Linked DNA regions of Mus musculus: region 2 is linked to region 1. The links are chromatin contacts, called in public Hi-C maps. All regions are on one chromosome and are shown on one strand. Each heading gives the region's core, a stretch centred on a gene start, on an enhancer-like site or on the middle of the called end of the contact. The rest is flanking DNA. Distances are from core to core; before and after follow the strand shown.

Region 1 (4,627 bases), core at 1,898-4,397:
GTTCCAGAGACTGAGAGAAGGTTCCAGAGACTGAGGGGAGGTTCCAGAGACTGAGGGGAGGTTCCAGAGACTGAGAGAAGGTTCCAGAGACTGAGGGGAGGTTCCAGAGACTGAGGAGGGGTTCCAGAGACTGAGAGAAGGTTCCAGAGACTGGGGGGGGGGTTCCAGAGACTGAGGGGAGGGGAGGTTCCAGAGACTGGGGGAGGGGAGGTTCCAGAGACTGAGGAGGGGTTCCAGAGACTGAGGGGAGGTTCCAGAGACTGAGAGAAGGTTCCAGAGACTGGGGGGGGGATTCCAGAGACTGAGGGGAGGTTCCAGAGACTGAGAGAAGGTTCCATAGATTGGGGGGGGGTCCAGAGACTGAGGGGAGGGGAGGTTCCAGAGACTGGGGGAGGGTTAGGTTCCAGAGACTGAGGGGGAAGGGAGGTTCCAGAGACTGGGGGAGGGTTAGGTTCCAGAGACTGAGGGGGAAGGGAGGTTCCAGAGACTGGGGGGGGGGAGGTTCCAGAGACTGAGGGGGGGCGGTTCCAGAGACTGAGGGGAGGTTCCAGAGACTGAGGGGAGGTTCCAGAGACTGAGGAGGGGTTCCAGAGACTGAGGGGGGTTCCAGAGACTGAGGGGAGGTTCCAGAGACTGGGGGGAGGGGAGGTTCCAGAGACTGAGGGGAGGGGAGGTTCCAGAGACTGAGGGGAGGGGAGGTTCCAGAGACTGGAAAGTGGCATGAGGAGCTTCTGCTTAGTTTGATGGGGGAAAAAATCTGGACATGGGACACGATAATGGTTGGACAACATTGGGGCTTTACTTAGTAGTAGTAAGCTTAACCGATGGCTAAAATGAGGGCGGGAGAGAGCTCAGTTTGTAAAATGCTTGCTGTGTAAGCAGGGAGCGCTGAGTTTGGCTCTCCAGGTTTAAGTGAGAGAGACCCTGTTTCAAAATATAAAGTGAAGAGAGATCTATAGGGGGAAAATCACCTGACATGGACCAGTGTCTCCACACACACATGCATACACATGCACCTGCACCCACGGAGACCTGTACACACACCACACACACAAATTTAAAACTGGTTAAAACGGCAATTTCACACTTTACGGATCTTTCCATTTAAAAAAAAAGCACAGCTTTCAAATTTTAGTTTAAAACGTTAGACATATTTTGGCAAAACCTGTGAATGAGAAAACCTGGTTCTTCGCCTGAACTTGGGTGAGACATCTGGAGGAGACAGAACCGCAGCTCCCAGCTTCTCCCACCTTTCCTACTATGCCTCACAGAAAGCCAGGTCAAAACAGGTGGCTATTTGCATGGAGAGTTCTGTGCTGGCACCTAGTGTATCTTCGGGTTAGCTGGACCCCTTCTCTGGAACCTGTGTGGCCTCTTATTTGAGAATTAAGACAAAAGAAGACTTTCACCACATCAGCCTTCCACGTCAGAGTCAGGCATGACATGGTGCCTGTCTCAGAGCTCAGCTGTGCTAGGCTTCCATTTGGTGGCTGATAAGGCACTCTCCTCACTTTGTCTTGACCAGACAGATTCTGCAAGGCGAGGAAGCTGTGATGGTGTGTGTGCAGGGGCGCGGGGGGTGTGGTGGGGGGAGGTTAGGGAGAGAGGGACAAAGCACACATAGAACAGGCATTATCTGTGCATTGTAAATGACTGGCTTTTTTTTTTTTAAGTATTAGGTTCTAGTGTATATTTGGACAGTGCTGGGGATGGGTGGTCTGAGACAGCTTCTCCAGGAAGCTGACTTGCAGAAGTGACTAAGGGTTTGGGAGCAACACGTACGATTGGGCATTGAGATATAGAGTACCAAATGTCTTCAAAGATTTTTAGCCCAGATGTTACTCAGAGCACCTATGCTCTCCCATTCGTGGAGGGAAACTGAGTCCAAAAGAAACAGCCAGCAATGGCTTTGAATGACCGGCCGGGCGAAAAACCCGTGTTCTTTTCCCCTTACATGGCAGACTCTTAGCACATGTATGACATATGCCTCTGTGCGACCATAGGCTCAAAAGCCTGCGAGTTACAGGGACCCCTCTCCTCTCTCGACCAGAGGAGCAGGATCGAGACTGTCTGGTCAGGGTCCCCACCTCTGTCCCCTAAGCTTGTGGGACTAAGTGACCCCAGGCTGGGGCTGGAGTAGCACTCACCACCCCGGGGTGTCGCGGGGGGCTGGGGCGGGGAAAGCGGCCGCCTAGCCCAGCCCCGTGGATGACAGGAGCCGGGGAGCCGAGGAGGGAGGAGCCGCCGCCGCGCGCTGGGCTGAGGAGCAGAGAGAGCGGGGCGCCGAGTGCGGGCGGCTGGGAGCGCGCTGAGCGGGGGAGAGGCGCTGCCGCACGGCCGGCCACAGGACCACCTCCCCGGAGAATAGGGCCTCTTTATGGCATGTGGCTGGTAACTTTCCTCCTGCTCCTGGACTCTTTACACAAAGGTGAGACCCGCGCTGCCGGCGGCTGGGCGGTGGAGGCGGCGGGGCTGGGATGCGCGCGGCTGGAGGCAAGGTGCGGTGCCCAGTGGGCTCCAGGTGCCCGAGTGCTGGACCCACTCGGGTGCATGGCGCTGGGTGGGCGCGAGAGCTGGGGCGGTTCCGAGAGAAGGGTCTGGTGAGAGTCAGCCTGGGACCGCTTGCCAGCCCCCCTGCGCCTGCCGTTTAGGGGCGCGCCCGTGGGGGGCGGTGGCAAAGGAACCCCTGGTTTTCCCATCGCAGCCCAGCTTTAGTTCTGCCCTGGCCCCCTCCCCCAGCCCCCAGCCCGCTCCCGCGGCTTGCTGGAGCTGGGACCCCGGGGTGCCCTGCGAGCCAGGTGGTCCTCGGACTGAGACTTCATCCGGGAGCCCTCGGTATTTGGGTCCTTGGACCTAGGGAAGATCACTCCTGCCGTAGCTTCGTGCGCCCCTCGACCGCCCTCGACCCCCGCCCTGGCGCAAATGCCGGCGCACCGCATGGCGCTTATCCGCGCCTGGCTGGGTGCAGGGCTGGGGAGCTAGGGGTCCCCAGGGGTGGGGGTTCCCTCGGACACCAAGTTTGTTCTTCAGACCCAAGAGTCGCCATCACCTATGTCTCACCCCTGTACCCCAGGCGCTGGCTCCGGCTTCTCTGCGTCTCCCTGACCACCTTAGGCAGCGCGCCCCAAGGTGCAAGACTCTCCGCTCCGGCGCTTGGCCTGCTGGACCTGGGGACAAGTGTTCAGACTGGGGGGCGTGTCCCTTTCCCGGGAGAGAAAAGGTTGCTAGGGGTGGGTCCAGGTGTCCGGCATGTCCAGACCTGCTCCCGGGGTTCCGTGCACCTGATCTGAGAGGCAGCCGGGACTGAGGGGTTGGCAAAAAGCAGGCATTTTCGATGGTTAGCAATCTGGGCACCAAATCGACACTTGGGCAGCGCGGGCAGTTGAGCTTCTAGGCTGTGGTAGAGGACGTGCCCCCGGGCGCGCAGATGGCAGGAGGGAGAGGAGGCGGCCGAACTCCGCGCCCTTGCGCTGTAGAGCACAGACGCTTCTCGGCTTTACCTGCTCAAGCCTCTAACTTTTCTCCTTCGCGCCCAGAGGGCAGCTTCTCCTTTCGCCCCCTTTGCATGGGTTGGCCTGGTCCAATAATAATTCTTGCCCCTCTAGGCAATGGAGAAGGACAGCCAAGAGCCCGGGGGAGGGGTCTAGTCCTCTGCTAATGCCTGGAGATGTACGGAGTTTGTAACCTGCCAGAGCCCAAAGCAATGCTCGGTAGATTAAAGGAGGAACCTAGCCCTTATTAGTGCTATGGCCGGGTCAGAGCCAGTCTGATGGCCTACTCAGAGCCAGTCTGATGGCCTAGTCCACTGGGATTCTGTCCAGAAGATACGGGTGCTGGGTAGCGGGTGGCCTCAAATGGTGAGCAAAGTAATGGACTTTCTCAGGCCAAGGGGGCCACCGGGTAACACACCAAGGCTAGACTTGCTTGCTTAACTCCTTGCCCCCCTGGACTCCTAATCTGACCTCTTCATCCCACCTGAGAGCAACAATCTTGCCTCCTGCTTCCAGTACACACCACACACACACACACACACACACACACACACACACACACACCACACACACCAATTTTCTTTCTTGGGGCTCTTCCTGCTTCCCTCCACCCTGGCAGGCTGGTTTGGCTCACAGCTTTAATTACGTTAATATTAAATATACATAAGGTGAGGAGCGGCTTTCTCTCTCCATAGCTCTCACTCCAACCCCCTTCCCTTTTCCATTTGTCAGGCAAGGAACACGGACCAGAGCTGTGGCCACACTCAGTTGCTTTGTCCCTAACCTTGCTCCCAGGAACAGCCCATTTCTCAGCCCTGCAGCCTCCTTCACAAATACCTGCAGGACTGCACCCACCCCCACCCAGGAGCGCTGCATTAATAAATGAAGCCCCAGTTATTTGATAGGGAAGGAGCAGATGGGGGTGGGGGTGGAGAAAGGCCCAGAAGGCCACAGGGCAACAGCTGGAGGGGCAGAGCCCTCTCCTACGCAGGCAGGAAGTTGCCACAACTAGGTCTTGTGGGTAGACAGGAGTTACCAGGTATGGCGGCCCTGGGTGGCCTTTGGGTCTGCAGATCCTTGGCTCCCTTGCCATTCAGAGCACCAGCATCTGTGCTGGGCGCCAGGCAGCCTTGCCA
Region 2 (4,373 bases), core at 549-3,048, 66 kb after region 1:
TTCAACCTTACGGGGAAAACACCTAGCCACAAGGGGTCCAATATGACAGGAATGTAGCCTTCACATGGCCCATGTGACCCATCTTCATATCTCTCGTCTCAACTATAGGAAGTCCCTCAGTCTGTGAACATGGGGTGGCTTTCTATTTATTTAAATCTCTTTTCACTTCTCTGTGATGGTTTGTGCTTTTCAAGGTAAAACTACTAAGTATTTCATTCTGCTGGTTGCTATTGAAACTGGGGCTATTTCATTTTATTTTAAATATTTTACACCTATTTATTTTATGTTTATATGTGAAGGCGAGTATGAATGCCACAGTATGCATATGGAGGTCAGATGACAACTTTAGGGAGTTGGTTCGCTCCTTCCACCAGTGGGACCTGAGGATAGAACTTGGGTCATCCAGCTTAGGTGGCAAATACTTTTACCTGCTGAGCCATCTCTCCGCCCCAGGCTAGTCTCGGGGATTCTCCTGCCTCTGGTTCTTCAGCATATCCTCCTGGCATGCAACTGAGTTTCTTAGTTTCCCTTTCAGATTGTTTATTACTAGAATATAGAAGCAGAGTAGAGTTCCTGTTGAGCCCTGAATCTTCCACACAGGGTTCTCAGGAGCCTGGCCTACATGGCAGATGATATTGGTCCAATCTTTTGGCCTTGCTTAGCTGGGGCAGGTTGGGTTGCAGGCATAGCTTGCTTCAGGATTCATCTTGCTCCTTTCAGAATACCGGGGCAGTAGTCTAGAGGCAGACAGCTTGTCTCTGATGATCAGCTAAAACAGTGCTCATTGCGACCAGGCCACTTGTAGATGGTGAAAAACAAGGTTCTAAAGGCTTCATAAAGATAGCTCCATGTCCAAAAAAAAAAAGGATGGTGGGAGGGTCACCAGGTCAAGACAGGTCCATGGAGACCCTCAGACTTGTAGACAGACCTGGAACCAAGAGAATGTAGTGAATAGCGGCTCTGATCCTGACACAGAGTCATTTACAAAGTCTTCTAAGGGACAAAGTCCACTTCTGGCTTGGCCGGTGAGGCACAACACAGCTCTCCCTGCTGTGTGTAAGCAGACTAGGACCCTGAACACAGAAGGTCTTGGCCAAGGTCACACAGTACTCAGGCCGGTGCCATGCCCACCCTGGCTCTGACCCCCATCTGCTGCTTCCTTCCTATCACCAAGTCCTCACACCACTTGTGTTCCTCACCTGAACTCAGAGCTGGCTGCAGCCCACCATGGGGAAGGCCTGACCAGCATCAGGAGGTAACCGGCCAGCTGGGGCTACTCTCTGCATCTGTGTGGCTCCAGGGACATGATGAGGCAGAGCATAAGCCAGGAGTCAGTAGCAGGGACAGGAAGAAGGTATCATCAGGGTAGAGCCTGTGGGTGCTGAGGCTGGTGACGGGGAAGGCAGTTCAGCTCATACTGGGTCAGCATCTCTGTCCCTAGAGGGTTTTAAGAACCACAAAGCATTCTCAAGGACCAGGAACTGGTGAGAGGACTCAGCAAGTGAAGGAGGCGCTTGCCATCCCCAGTCCTTCCTGGTGTGAACCCTGTGATTCTCATCCCCTTGCCCCATAGCACTGTTGGTCCTCCCACTTTACAGGTCCTTTGTGTTGCTCAGACATTACTTACTGTCCTAAACCAGCACCCCCAACAGGAGTCATAAATAAATCATAAGCAAAGGAAGGAACCAGAGAGTTTCCAAAGGTAGGAAGTGAGGAGCCACAATCAGGCTCTGTCTCTGACTCATGTTCAGACATGAGCATCAGGACTCTCAACCCTTCCCACATCTGCCAGGCTGCTTCTCCTCTCTCGGAGTCCACAAAGCCGATCAGCAGCAGGCATAGTGCTCTCGGCCCAGCCACTGCACTCTAGTTAGGTGAGTTAGTGAATCCTTCCTGTCTGGAGAAGTAGTTTTGCTTAAGGAAGGTGGAGAATATTAGGTGCTTAGAGGGGAAAGAAAGAAAAGGATATAGGGTCATTGCCAGCCCCTGGGCAGTACCCACAATTTTCCTGAGGCTTATCTACAATCCCATTACATTGCAAAGAGTAAACATAGCCTTGGTGATTAGCATTGGGGTGGGGGAGATAGAAAGTTACATTCTTATGTTATAATGTCATCATTTCATCATAACAGTGAGCTTCAGGCTCAAATCCTAGCATTTCTATTTACTAGCTGTGTGACCTTGGGTAAATTATGTCAAGACTATGTCTCTATCCTTCATATATAATGTTGAAATAAGACTTGTATCCACTTACTAGGGTTTTTCTAAAACCGAGTCTCGTGAGTCAATGAATGGACTAGCACAGATGGTAACTAAAGTGCAAACTCAGAGTGTGAACAGGAGCCACAGGGGCTGGACACAGCAACACTTGATCACTCCTGCTTTGCACCCTGCGGTGACTTCGGCTGCTGCTCAGAGGAGACCTGTCCAACAGGGCTGCTTTTGCTGGCCCGACTGTCTTGCAGGCCCCCACACCTGGATGTCAAGGCTTTCGTGCCACCATCCCTACAAAGCCTACATTGGCACTGGTGTTTGAGCATGTCCTCTGACCCACTGCCCGATCCTCTCACTTTGGGGCTCTCAGGGTCTTTGCCTGCCATCAAAACTTCAATAATGTTGAGAATAGTGGTGCATTTACAATCTCAGAACTCGAGAGACAGAGGCAGAGGAATAGAGAACCAGAAGTCAGCCTGGGTTACAAAGTGAGACCCTGTCTCAGAAAATTAACACCAAAGCTACAACATAATTTTAATCTCTTTATTGGGATCACTGGTTTGTTGGTTTATTTTTTGAGAGATGGTCCCAAGGAAGAGGACCTGAGCTCTTGTCCCTCTCACTCCCTGAAAGACCTTTGGTTCCAAGGGGCACAGGGACTACTGTTTTCTTTTCCTGGACTCTATAGCAGGAAGGGCATTGCGAAGGTGCAGAGAATACATTCTGGGCCATCTTGCCTTGGTTCAGGAGATACCATCTGGCCTCACATCTGTATAAGCAAAACTTAAAATGGAACAAATAAAGAAATTAAATGATTTCCTTTGAACCCTTGAATAACAACTGACCCAAAGTAGTGTCCCTCTCCTTCTCACCTCCTGTAGAATCCAGTTTAAATGCGACTTCCTAAATGTTGGGAAAGAATATCCTTGGTGTCACACAAAGAAACACCGGAACGAGATGAAATTAACCCAGCAAGGCAATTTCTTTCTATAAAAAAGGTGTTCCGTGACCGGACACAGGACTAGCAAGCACACTGGGAGGGAAGTTCACTTCAATTTTTGTATTCTAAGGCAGGACTGTGTCTCATCCCACTGGTTGGAGTTTGACTTTACAATCTGATGCAATGATGGGGAATAAGGAACAGAAGGAAAGGAGGAAGGGCTCAGCCAGTCTGGGTCATCAAGTTCTTGGAATGCAGCAGAGCCTTCCCTTATCTGAGGTGTCACCAGGTGTGAGAGAGTACAAGGTTGCATAAACGTTTTAGAGGTGGGGGAGATATACGGAATATTGACCCTTGGCAGGCTAGCCACCTTCCATAGACAGAAGCTCCCCCAATAAAGCTCCCACCCACCCACCCACAGAACAAACAAAAACCCCTCATTAATCTTTACACTAATGGAGATCATTAACCCTTTTGCAGATGTGGAAACTGAGGCTCAAGGACACCAACCAGCTTGCCCAGGCTTTTTGCCCTATTCTTTACCCTCTGTGTTGTCCTGCCCCTGGTAGGTGGTGTCTTGAGAAGGGAAGTCCCCAAAGAGGATAGCCAGCTTGCTGGCCAACCCGGATGGAGGATGTCAGTCACTGATCTGTCTTTCCTACCACCTCAGCAGGATCCAAGGAAAGGTCCAGGGGATGGTGGACCAGCTCCTTCTGGGAAAGCTGCAGAGGCTCTGCTAGAACAGGGTTCAGGTCTGAGCTGACTCAGGCAAAAGTCAGGCCAGCATGTGAGGTGCCTGCTCCTAGCTTCCTCTCTATTTCCTTCCAAGACCCCCTGATTAGTGCTCAACTGGCACCTCAAACTGGGGTTTGGGGTTCTCTGAATTCAGGCTCAGTGGGGAGAATTCACCTTCTTACACAGACCCCTCTCTGTATGTGTGTGTGGGGGGGGTTGTTTTTTAGCTGCATAGCCGCTGATCAGAATGGGTGATATGTTTTCGCTCTGCTGTGTTCAACAGTGCAGATCGGACAGGGAGCAGAAACGGGAGAGATAAGTGGGAGATAAATCTCCCAACTTGATTTAGTCATAACAGTAAAGAGGGGGAGCCGTGCCTGCTACAATCAGAGCTGTGATCAGTGGTGGGGGCGGGACAGAGCTCCTCCTGTCCTCGCTGAAGACCTAGACCGCGGAAAAGCTGCCAGGGAGGGGCAAGGGCAGA

The links. A called contact is a pair of places that touch in the nucleus more often than the background predicts.
Region 2: a Hi-C map of group 2 innate lymphoid cells shows a contact between it and region 1, with 1.9 times the contacts expected there. The contact joins the enhancer-like site here to the promoter of 4833428L15Rik in region 1. A contact is called at or near these places in 2 of 39 promoter capture datasets (the HPC-7 cell line and hippocampal neurons), 11 of 484 Hi-C or Micro-C datasets (the AtT-20 cell line, embryonic stem cells, frontal cortex and 8 more), 6 of 115 datasets of contacts at active chromatin or transcription factors (VIP interneurons, embryonic basal ganglia, embryonic forebrain and 3 more) and 2 of 9 other capture datasets (liver and pancreatic islet).

Annotation. Positions count from the first base shown.
Region 1 is chr9:45,428,085-45,432,711 of GRCm38.p6, forward strand. 4833428L15Rik (RIKEN cDNA 4833428L15 gene) reads right to left here and starts at 3,148. Exons shown (of 5, transcript NR_040732.1): 1 at 3,061-3,148. Dscaml1 (DS cell adhesion molecule like 1) reads left to right here and starts at 2,269. Exons shown (of 33, transcript NM_001081270.2): 1 at 2,269-2,428. The coding sequence starts at 2,383.
Region 2 is chr9:45,495,098-45,499,470 of GRCm38.p6, forward strand. The region is part of intron 3 of Dscaml1 (DS cell adhesion molecule like 1); the gene reads left to right. Among named protein-coding and RNA genes, the nearest start is that of 4833428L15Rik, 66 kb to the left of the region's middle. Within about 2 kb of position 1,799, at least 19 of the 459 cell types and tissues checked have an H3K27ac peak or open chromatin away from gene starts, as enhancers often do. A contact at or near this core is called in group 2 innate lymphoid cells, pancreatic cancer cells, retina and 1 more, where this site is marked.